2 separate regions of the Mus musculus genome follow, and region 2 is linked to region 1. A link is a contact called in public promoter capture Hi-C data. All regions are on one chromosome and are shown on one strand. The core of a region is the stretch at or near the end of the contact, and the rest is flanking DNA. Distances in the headings are between cores, read along the strand shown. Region 1 holds the start of Nap1l2 (nucleosome assembly protein 1-like 2). Region 2 holds the start of Zcchc13 (zinc finger, CCHC domain containing 13).

The links. Promoter capture Hi-C pulls out the DNA fragments that hold promoters and counts their contacts.
Region 2: a promoter capture Hi-C map of stem cell-derived epiblast-like cells shows a contact between it and region 1, with 2.2 times the contacts expected there. The contact joins the promoter of Zcchc13 here to the promoter of Nap1l2 in region 1. A contact is called at or near these places in 2 of 39 promoter capture datasets (hippocampal neurons and stem cell-derived epiblast-like cells).

What each region holds. Positions count from the first base shown.
Region 1 is chrX:103,185,267-103,190,489 of GRCm38.p6, reverse strand. It overlaps Nap1l2 (nucleosome assembly protein 1-like 2), which reads left to right and starts at 3,837. Exons shown (of 1, transcript NM_008671.3): 1 at 3,837-5,223. The coding sequence starts at 4,180. The region is part of intron 5 of 4930519F16Rik (RIKEN cDNA 4930519F16 gene); the gene reads left to right.
Region 2 is chrX:103,629,108-103,634,023 of GRCm38.p6, reverse strand. Zcchc13 (zinc finger, CCHC domain containing 13) reads right to left here and starts at 3,438. Exons shown (of 1, transcript NM_029158.2): 1 at 2,360-3,438. The coding sequence starts at 3,351. The coding sequence ends at 2,839.

The sequences.
Region 1 (5,223 bases), core at 2,588-5,087:
AAGTATTATATAATTTACTATATATGTATATATATAATTTTGAAGTAAAAAAGGAAATTATAAATTTGAATATTTTACTAGATGATCTTAACTATTTGAGTTGGCAGAAAAATTAATCAGTGAACTCAAAGATAGATTAACTGGGATAACCCAGAAGTATCAAAAAGTTCTATAGGGTATCATGAAATGGACAAAAATGTCCATAATGAGAATTCCAATATGGAGGAAAAATAATGAGACACAGAAAAATAGTTGAAAAAAACAACAACTGAAAAGTTCCTCAGCAATTTCCACACAGTTGTTTCTCCTGGTCAAATGTGTTTACCCTTCATATCATATAGCATGTGTATTTAGTGGTCCGATGACAAGTTCATAGGTGAAGAATGTATGTCTTAGTCAGCCTGACATGTTTGAAGGAAAAAGCTTTCTTGTAAAGTATTTAAACTTGTAGTATGAAATGTTGAAAAATCATGAGAGCAAATGGAAAACGTGATTTATTGCATGTACAGATGTATACACACAACCTGCCAAGTCAATTTTTGTTTGTGTATATATTTTTTCAAGGATGACTACTTTGTAATTTCTGGGCTCATGTCTGGGAGAGACTAGTTCTCCTCAGTAGTCATTAGTTGCTTGTTGCTCTTTGTCTAGGGGTGGAGCTCTGTGAGATTTCCCTCTTTTGAGTTAGCATGTCTAGTGATGTTGTTATTGTTAAGTTCTTGTTTATCCAGCCATTTCTAAGAGACAGTTTCAAAGAACACTTCTTGGTCCTCTAACTCTTACAGTCTTTCTTTCCCCTCTTCTGAGATGTTCTCTGAGACTTAGCTTGCTGTGTAGGAGATGTTTCTGTTGGAGCTGGTCTCTCCACTGTTCATTGATTTCAGTACGGTGTGTGGTTGTGGTTTCCTTTAATGGTTTCCATTTTCAAAGGGGAGGAGAGTATTTATTACATCATGCAAGTTTAGATTCTGTCATCAAGAAAGCCAGGGCAGAATCTCTAGCAGAAACTTAGAGGCAGGATCTTTCTTCTTTTTTTTTTTTTTAAAGATTTATTTATTTATTATATGAAAGTACATGTAGCTGTCTTCTGACACTCTAGAAGAGGGAGTCAGATCTCATTACAGATGGTTGTGAGCTACCATGTGGTTGCTGGGATTTGAACTCAGGACCTTTGGAAGAGCAGTCAGTGCTCTTAACGGCTGAGCCATCTCTCTAGCCCCCAGGATATTTCATTCTTGCTCTGATTTCTGTAAGCAATACTGTGCTAGGTACACGGGGGCTGTTGGGCACAGAGCAGACTATACAAGAAGGGAGACTGAGGCCACTAAGTCATTTGCTGCCTGGTTCTCATTTAAGTGGATGAATAAAGTCCAACTTCTAGGACTGGTTTTGAAGATAGTGTGAAGTACTGCACAGAGATGGCCACTTGGCCAAGACCCTTCTGCATGAACCTGTATCTCTATTCTGCCCAAGGTTCACTCCATAGAAACATACCATTTCTTGTAATATGCATTTTGAGGCTTCTGCCATTCTTATTTCCCTGGCTTTTTGGAAAGGTCTTATGACTTTCATGTACTTCTAACATGCTAGCTTCTGTTGCCCCTAATAGTCTTTTTTTTTTTTTTTTTTGAGACAGAGTTTCTCTGTGTAGCCCTTGCTGTCCTGGAACTCACTCTGTAGACCAGGCTGGCCTCAAACTCAGAAATCCCCCTGCCTCTGCCTCTCAAGTGCTGGGATTAAAGGTGTGTGCCACCACTGCCCGGCAACTCTCCTATTTTGAAAAATGAAACATTTATGACAAAACAGGGAAATCTGCTTTTGTTGTATTGCTTCTTTAAAACAAAAAATCAACTATTTTATTGGGCACTAAATGATATGCAACATACTAATAAAAATTATCAACACTTTTTTGTCTATTGATTTATCAGTGAACACATAGGCTATTTCCAACTTTGAAAGTTTATATATATATATATATATATATATATATATATATATATATATATATATATTGTTGCCTATTTGCATGTAACACATATGTGTCTGGTGTATGCAGAGGTCAGAAGAAAAAGTCTGATGACCTGGAACTGTAGTTATAGGCAGTTGTGATCCACCACGTGGAAATTGAGAAGCAAACCTGGTTCCCCTAGAAGAGCAGGAAGTGCTCTTACCTGCTAAGCCATCTCTCCAATTGTTTCTAACTTTCTGCTAATGTATATGTTCTCCTCTGAACATGGGTATGCAAAATCTGAGACTGCTTTCAAGTTTATATCTCTATCACTATCTATCTAATCTATGTATCTATCTATGTCTCTATGTCTCTATGTATCTATCTATCTATCTATCTATCTATCTATCTATCTATCTATCATGTATGTATGTATGTATGTATGTATGTATGTATGTATCTATATCCAGAAGTGGGATTGCTTGAACACATGATAATCATGTTTAATGCGTTGAGATATTGCTATACTGATTTTCATTGTCCTTACTTTCACCACTGCTTGCTATTTTCTGTATTTTAAGCTATCTCAATCGGTATGAAATAGTATCTAGTTATGATTTTGACTTATATTTACATAACTAATGATACTGGTCATCTTTAAAAACAAATTTTGAAAAATTTCTTTATTATTGGATGGGTGTCATCAAGGTGAGTTCTAAGGAACATGTGTGGCAGCCAGGGTGCAACTGGACAGAGTCAGTTCTCTCCTTCAACATTTGCATGGCTTTAGCATTTTCCAGGTTTATACAACAAGCACCTTCACCCACCAAGATATCTTACTGCCCCTTTCCTAGAGGAAATTTTAATTTACTGCATAGTCTTCTATTGCATGAATCTTCTATCATATATTTAACTCTCTCTTTAGTGCTAATATTTTTATTATTTCCAATAAACTTCAAAATGTCAAGCAAATTCTGTGATTTTAAAAAACAAAATAGTACTTTATATTTGGTTTTTCTTTGTAAAATTCCTAATGGCTTTCCTTTTGTTTGTTTTGTTTTTGGGTTTTTAAGACAAAATTTCATGTAGTCCAAGCTAACCCAGAACTGCTATATGTGGAGGCTACTCCTGAACTTCTGATTTTCCATCTCAGTGCTGTGATTACAGGCTAAAACAACATCACATAAGGGAAAGTGGAAAGACAGTTTAGGACTGGGGTATTATCCTATACGCTCACTAGTCATATAGCTGGCTCTTTTACAAAAGGCTTCAACACCCCTCCCCCCACACTTTAGTCATCCGTCATCTCTTCCTCATCAGGAAATATTATGAGAATTTTCCCATTTAAAATCACACAGGTTGTGAAAATTACAGAAACCAGGGTACAGAATATTTAAACCACTGTCAGTTACATCATCCAAAGGCCACCTATGCTTATTTTTGGTAATTTTAAACCTCAAAGGATCTCTTTGTGGGCTCCTCCACTACCCTCCTCTCTTTCCCAGAGCCTCAGGTTATAACCAAAGGGATAGACTAAAGACAATCCAGTACCTTGCCCATTTTTTTCATTCCTTGTCACTGTTTCCATATAGCTCTTTTGAAATTATGAACATATAGTATCAGTTGAAAACGGAATGAATGATACTGCATTTCTGCAAAATTCCACAGGCTATAGGGTGGAAGATGAGCCATAGGTGGAGGAATCAGCCATATTAGAGAATCTGGGAAGGCAAGAGGTGTTGAAATTTTGATTCATCTACTAATTTACTGGCTCAGGATTTGTCAATCACTGCAGCCTGGCAAATGAGATTAGAGAAGAGTCCTGGGAGGGAAGGGGTGACGCAGCAACCTGCATACACTTAAAAAAAAAGAGCTGAGAGACAACTGCGTAATCATACTGCGGCACCAGTTCCTCCATCCCTCCGCCCCCGAGTGGCTGGAGCAGCTGCTTGCGGAGGTCTGCCCACTGCGGCTCTCTGCAGTCTCTAGCCTGTTCCTTCAGGGCCTAGAGTCTCCGCCCAGACAGCCGGTTTCAATTCTGCTATCCCAGCTTCAGCACCGTCTTTTATCCCCACTGCTTGCTGCCTGCCATCAGTGCAGCCGCCGCCGCCTCTTGGTTCATCTCTGCCAGATCATCGCGCATCTGCTGTATTGGTGAGTCTTCCTGCGGAGGTCAGGTCTCCTGATCTGCGGGCTTAGCCACCATAAGTGCAGGCGATCGTTTGAAAACAATGGCTGAATCAGTCGACCATAAAGAACTGTCTGAATCCAACCAAGAAGAGCTTGGCAGCCAGGTAATGGCGGAGGGGCCCGGGGAAAGTCAGGACCGCAGTGAAGGTGTCTCCATTGAGCCTGGAGATGGCGGGCAACATGGTGAAGAAACCGTGGCTGCTGGAGTAGGGGAAGAGGGAAAAGGTGAAGAAGCTGCTGCAGGGTCTGGGGAAGATGCTGGGAAGTGCGGAGGCACTGATGAGGACTCAGACTCAGACCGTCCAAAAGGACTTATCGGTTATCTTTTAGATACCGATTTCGTTGAAAGTCTCCCAGTGAAAGTTAAGTGCCGAGTGCTAGCTCTTAAAAAGCTTCAAACAAGAGCTGCCCATTTGGAATCCAAATTCCTGAGGGAATTTCATGACATTGAAAGGAAGTTTGCTGAAATGTACCAACCCTTACTAGAAAAAAGACGACAGATCATCAATGCAGTCTATGAGCCCACAGAAGAGGAATGTGAGTATAAATCGGACTGTGAGGACTATTTTGAGGAGGAGATGGATGAGGAGGAAGAGACTAACGGCAACGAAGACGGTATGGTGCATGAATACGTGGATGAAGATGATGGTTATGAGGACTGTTATTATGATTATGATGACGAGGAAGAAGAGGAGGAGGAAGATGACAGCGCTGGGGCCACCGGAGGAGAAGAGGTTAACGAAGAGGATCCTAAGGGGATTCCGGATTTTTGGTTGACTGTTTTAAAAAATGTTGAAGCACTCACTCCTATGATTAAGAAATATGATGAGCCTATTCTGAAGCTGCTGACAGATATTAAAGTGAAGCTTTCGGATCCCGGGGAGCCTCTCAGCTTCACACTCGAATTTCACTTCAAGCCCAATGAATATTTTAAAAATGAGCTGTTGACAAAGACTTATGTGCTGAAGTCAAAGCTTGCATGCTACGATCCCCACCCTTATAGGGGAACTGCCATTGAGTACGCCACTGGCTGCGACATAGATTGGAACGAAGGGAAGAATGTCACTTTGAGAACCATCAAGAAG
Region 2 (4,916 bases), core at 2,189-4,688, 440 kb before region 1:
AATAGGAGGAAGAGGTAGAGCAAGAGGTAGTAGAGGAAGAGGAAGAAGTAGAGAAAGGAGGAAGAGGAAGGGCAAGAGGAGGAAGAGGAGGAGCAGGAGGAAGAGGAACAAGAGGAGAAGAAGAAGGCAGCTGGTGAGATGTCTCAGGAGTTAAGAGCACTGACTACACCGGGCTTGGTGGTGCATTCCTTTAAGCCTTTAATCCCAGCACTCGGGAGATAGAGGCAGGTGGATTTCTGAGTTCAAGGCCAGCCTGCTTTACAGAGCCAGTTCCAGGATAGCCAGGGCTAGGAACAGCCAGGGCTACACAGAGAAACCCTGTCTCAAAAAAGAAAAAAAAAAAAGAAAAGAAAAGAAAAGAAAAGAAAAGGGAGAAGGAGAAGGAGAAGAAGAAGAAGAAGAAGAAGAAGAAGAAGAAGAAGAAGAAGAAGAAGAAGAAGAAGAAGAAGAAGAAGAAGAAGAAGAAGAGAAAAAAACAAAACAAACAAACAAAAAGCACTAACTGCTCTTCCAGAGGTCCTGAGTTCAATTCCCAGCAACCACAAGGTTGCTCACAACCATCTGAATCATCTGCAGTGGGATACAATGCCCTCTTCTGGTGTGTCTGACAGCTACAGTATGAAGATGATCTACAGTGTACTAATATACATAAAATAAGTAAATAAATCTTTTAAAAAGCGAGTAAACGCACACGCATTTGATCCCAGCACTTGGGAGGCAGAGGCAGGCAGATTTCTGAGTTCAAGGCCAGCCTGGTCTACAAAGTGAGTTCCAGGACAGCCAGGGCTATAGAGAAACCCTGTCTCAACCCCCCCCCCCAAAAAAAAGCGAGTAAACATGTCTCTACATGGCTGCAGTCTGTAAGATCCTGCCTTCTGAAGAATTTTTCAACATTTTAAAAGCTTCAAACTATACTTAATGATTATATTTTGTTTTGTATGTAAAACTATATAAATCCAAACTGTATCATCGATATCTGTAAGTCCATTATATGCTGTTACAGGTTTTTGTTTAGGGGCTAAAGATCTCAATAATAAAGCCCACTTGCTCCTCTTGTAGAAGGTGTTTCTAAAGACCCATGTTGGGCACTTCTCAACCATCTGCAAAAGGCAGCTCCAGAACTCAGAAGGCACCTGCACTCACATACACCACATACATATACATAATTCATATTTTAAGAAATATTTTTTAAGAAGGAGAGCTGGAAAGATGGCTCAGTGCTTATGAATACCGGATGTTCTTCCTGAAGACCCAGATCGATTCCAACCCCTGCCCCCATACATGGCAACTCACAACCACCTGTAACTCCAGCTCTAGGCGATCTGATGTCCTCTTCTGGCTTCCATGGCTACTTCATGCATGTGAAACACAGACATACATCCAAGTGAAACAACCATAAAATAGAAAATAAATAAATCATTTAAGTTATATAAAATAAAATAATTTTGATGCTTCTACCTTTCTCAAAATGATTCATACACATTATACTACTATTTTGTGGTTTATAACTGAATGTACACTGTGTGAAAGGTAAGAGGTTTATAATTTCTAGTTCCTGGTAGGCATGATAGCACATACCTCTAATCCCAGCATTTAGGACGCCAAAGCAGGAGGATCACTGAGTTCAAGATCAGTCTGGTCTATGTAGCAAGTTCCAGGACAGCCAGGGCTACACAGAAAGATCCTGTCTCAAAAAAAAAAAAAAAAAAAAAAAAAAAGAGGGAAAAATTGGGTTCTTCTTATTAGTATTATTTTCGTTCCTATTATGAGTAGTTTGTATGCAGTGTGGCACGTGCCTGTAAGAAGACAGTTTTGTGGAGTTGGTTCTTTACTTTCTCCTTTAGGTAGGAACCAGACAAGTGGTCAAGCTCACACCACCAGGTAGCAAGCAAGCGCTTTTACCTGCTGAGCGGGGCCAGTTTCCTTTCACTGGCCTAAGATGGCTTTCAATATTATTTAAAAGTTAACAAGATCAGAGCTGAGTGTGGTGTTTCATACCTGTAATCTCAGTATTTGGGGCACTAAGACAGAGAGAGATGTATGCTTCAGGGGGTCAATTCTGCGATAGCATGAGCTCTTTTTTTTTCTCCCGAGACAGGGTTTCTCTGTGTAGCCCTGGCTGTCCTGGAACTCACTCTGTAGACCAGGCTGGCCTCGAACTCAGAAATCTGCTTGCCTCTGCCTCCCAAGTGCTGGGATTAAAGGCGTGCACCACCATGCCCGGCTTGAGCTCTTGATAAAATAAAAAATCACTTAAAATAAAACCAACCAACCAAAAAGCTGACAAAATGAAATAATCTAAAAGTTATCAATATAATAAAACTAAATATAAAAAGCTATCAAAGTCATCAATGTTTTCAGAAACACTTTTATTTGCTCTAAAAGTCTCTGAAGAAATGTTACTTCCTCAAAATGTTCTTGCCCCCACCACCAAGGAAGTAGTTTCTCTTCTTATTTTAGTCAGTTGTCTCTCGCTTCAAAGCAGTTTATCTCTATCTGACATACATATATAGTATTTGTTAGTAAATTCAAAGACGATGTTCCAAGCTTGCTGTAATTTTTCACTATCAATTTCTAATTTAGTGTGTCAAAACGAACCGTACTCAAAGGATCCACTAGTGTCCAATTCAAAAATGGCTGTGCCCTATCTGAACTTCCTCATGGCAACCAAATAGCATATTGATTATAACATTTTTGACATGTTTCCCCCCCAGTCTTTTCTTGCTTTAAGATGATAATTATAATGGTATAGGAGTAGCTTCCATCTATCACGTTTTTGATTAGCAAAGAAATGTTAGAAACAGCGTACTTAGTAAAGGATGGCGTTTAAGGGGGTTACTAAGCGGTAGCCTCAATGGGGCATTCCCGAGCCAGATGTCCAGACTCTCCACAGCGGTAGCAGCTGACTTCGCTCGTCTTGCTGCAGTTCACCGCCATGTGGCCATTCTCACCACATCTGTAGCACTTAATTTGGGTACAATCTTTCTGGATGTGCCCAAATTCACCACAAGTGTAGCATTTCTGTTCTTCTTGCCGGTTGCAGTCCCGAGCCAGATGACCAGGCTGACTGCAGATGTAACAGCACTGCTCCCTCTCTCGTTTAGCCTGGGTACAGTCCTTAGCTATGTGTCCTCTTCTCCCGCAGTTGTAGCAGGTATCCTGGAGAAGATCACAGTCCTTGGCGTAGTGACCAGTTTCACCACAGCGATAACAAACATCGGACTGGTTGGCGGTGCTGCACTGGGGACCTCTGGTACGACCTCTTGCTGTTCGCCCTCGGGTTCCTCCCTTAGGACACTCCCGGGCCCAGTGGCCAGAGTGTCCACACTTGAAGCAACTTTTACTGCTCATGGGTACGGTGAGATCTTCCGGTGAGCAGGCCCACACCCCACTGCCACGGGCCCCGAGGCTACCTGCCTAGGATGGCTTAGATGGAAATGGTCGCTTTTCCTGGCAGGCCTCTGTGACGTTAATGAGCTTTGCACACGGCCTCAATGGCCACGTACATCACAAAGCCTTTGGGCTTTTTTTTTTTTTTTTTTTTTTAAGTTTTTTTCAAGAGACTGGCCTCGAACTCAGAAATCCGCCTGCCTCTGCCTCTTGAGTGCTGGGATTAAAGGCGTGTGCCACCATGCCCCACACTTTTCTATTTTATTTTAATTTAGTTTACTTTAGGTTGGTTTAGTTTTAGTTTTCCCAGACATCCCGATATCATCTCACCACCTACTCCAGCCTCGTCTTGAACTCAAGATTCTTTTCCCTGGGCATCATGAGTGCTAGGGCTACATATATGTACTGTTACACACGCCTACCTTTTTTGGGGTTGGTTTTCAACACTTGAGTTACTAAATTTGGGGATGAATCTCTTTCTGTTCAGGAATTCTGACCTGTAGAATATTTCCTAATTCAGTTAGTCCCTTTAGATGTGGTGGCACAGGCCTGTAGTCCCAGACTCAGGAGGCCTACACTACAGTAACATTGGGTACGTAACAAGAAAACTTGATTACTTCCTAAATCACAAAGAAATCCCTTTGCATATTTGTTATGTTAGCTTAATTCACTAATTTGAGGCAGGGTCTTGCTGTGCAGCCCTGTACTACCTGAGACTCACAGTTTAACACACTCTATTGTTAGTTTATTGCTGCAAACTTAACTTGCCTGTTTTGTGGAAATGAGGGCTTTTCAAATAGCCTAGCTTGCCTTCAAGTAATTGAGAATGAACTTCTGATCCTTCTGCCTCTACCTCCAATACTACTAGTGTACTAGGACTACACGAATGGGCTGCCATGCCTGACTTGCCATCTTAACTTTCAACAGAAAAGCACTATTTAGGTTAGGAAAGAACAAAATGGGGGAAGGGAGGAGGGGACAGGGGATTTTTGGAGGGGAAACTAGGAAATGATGGGATAACATTTGAAATGTAAATAAAGAAAATACCTAATTTTAAAAAGAAAAGAATTTTAAATAAATAAATTTAATTTTTTTAAAAAAAGAGCAAAATTGTAGCATTCAATATAAAACCAATGTTATTGCTTGGAAAATATATGCAATTAAAAGGAGTTGGGATATAGCTCACCTATTTGTTTAGGCCATGGGTTTGATCCCAACCAAAACAAAATATAAATGCAATCAGATATTGGATTTCTTGTCTCATAGGTGTATTCCCTACTGTTTATACCTTATATATGTACATGTACATTTAAACAAATACAAAAGTATTAGGGCTAAGAAAATAGCAGTCTTTTAATTTTTCTCTTTTCTGGTTTGATTTAAAAAAAAAAAGATTTACACCAAAAGAATGTATCAGACCCCATTACAGATGGTTGGAAGCCACCATGTAGTTACTGGGAATTGAACTCAGGACCTCTGGAAGAGCAGTCAGTACTCTTAACCTCTAAGCCATCTCACCAGCATGC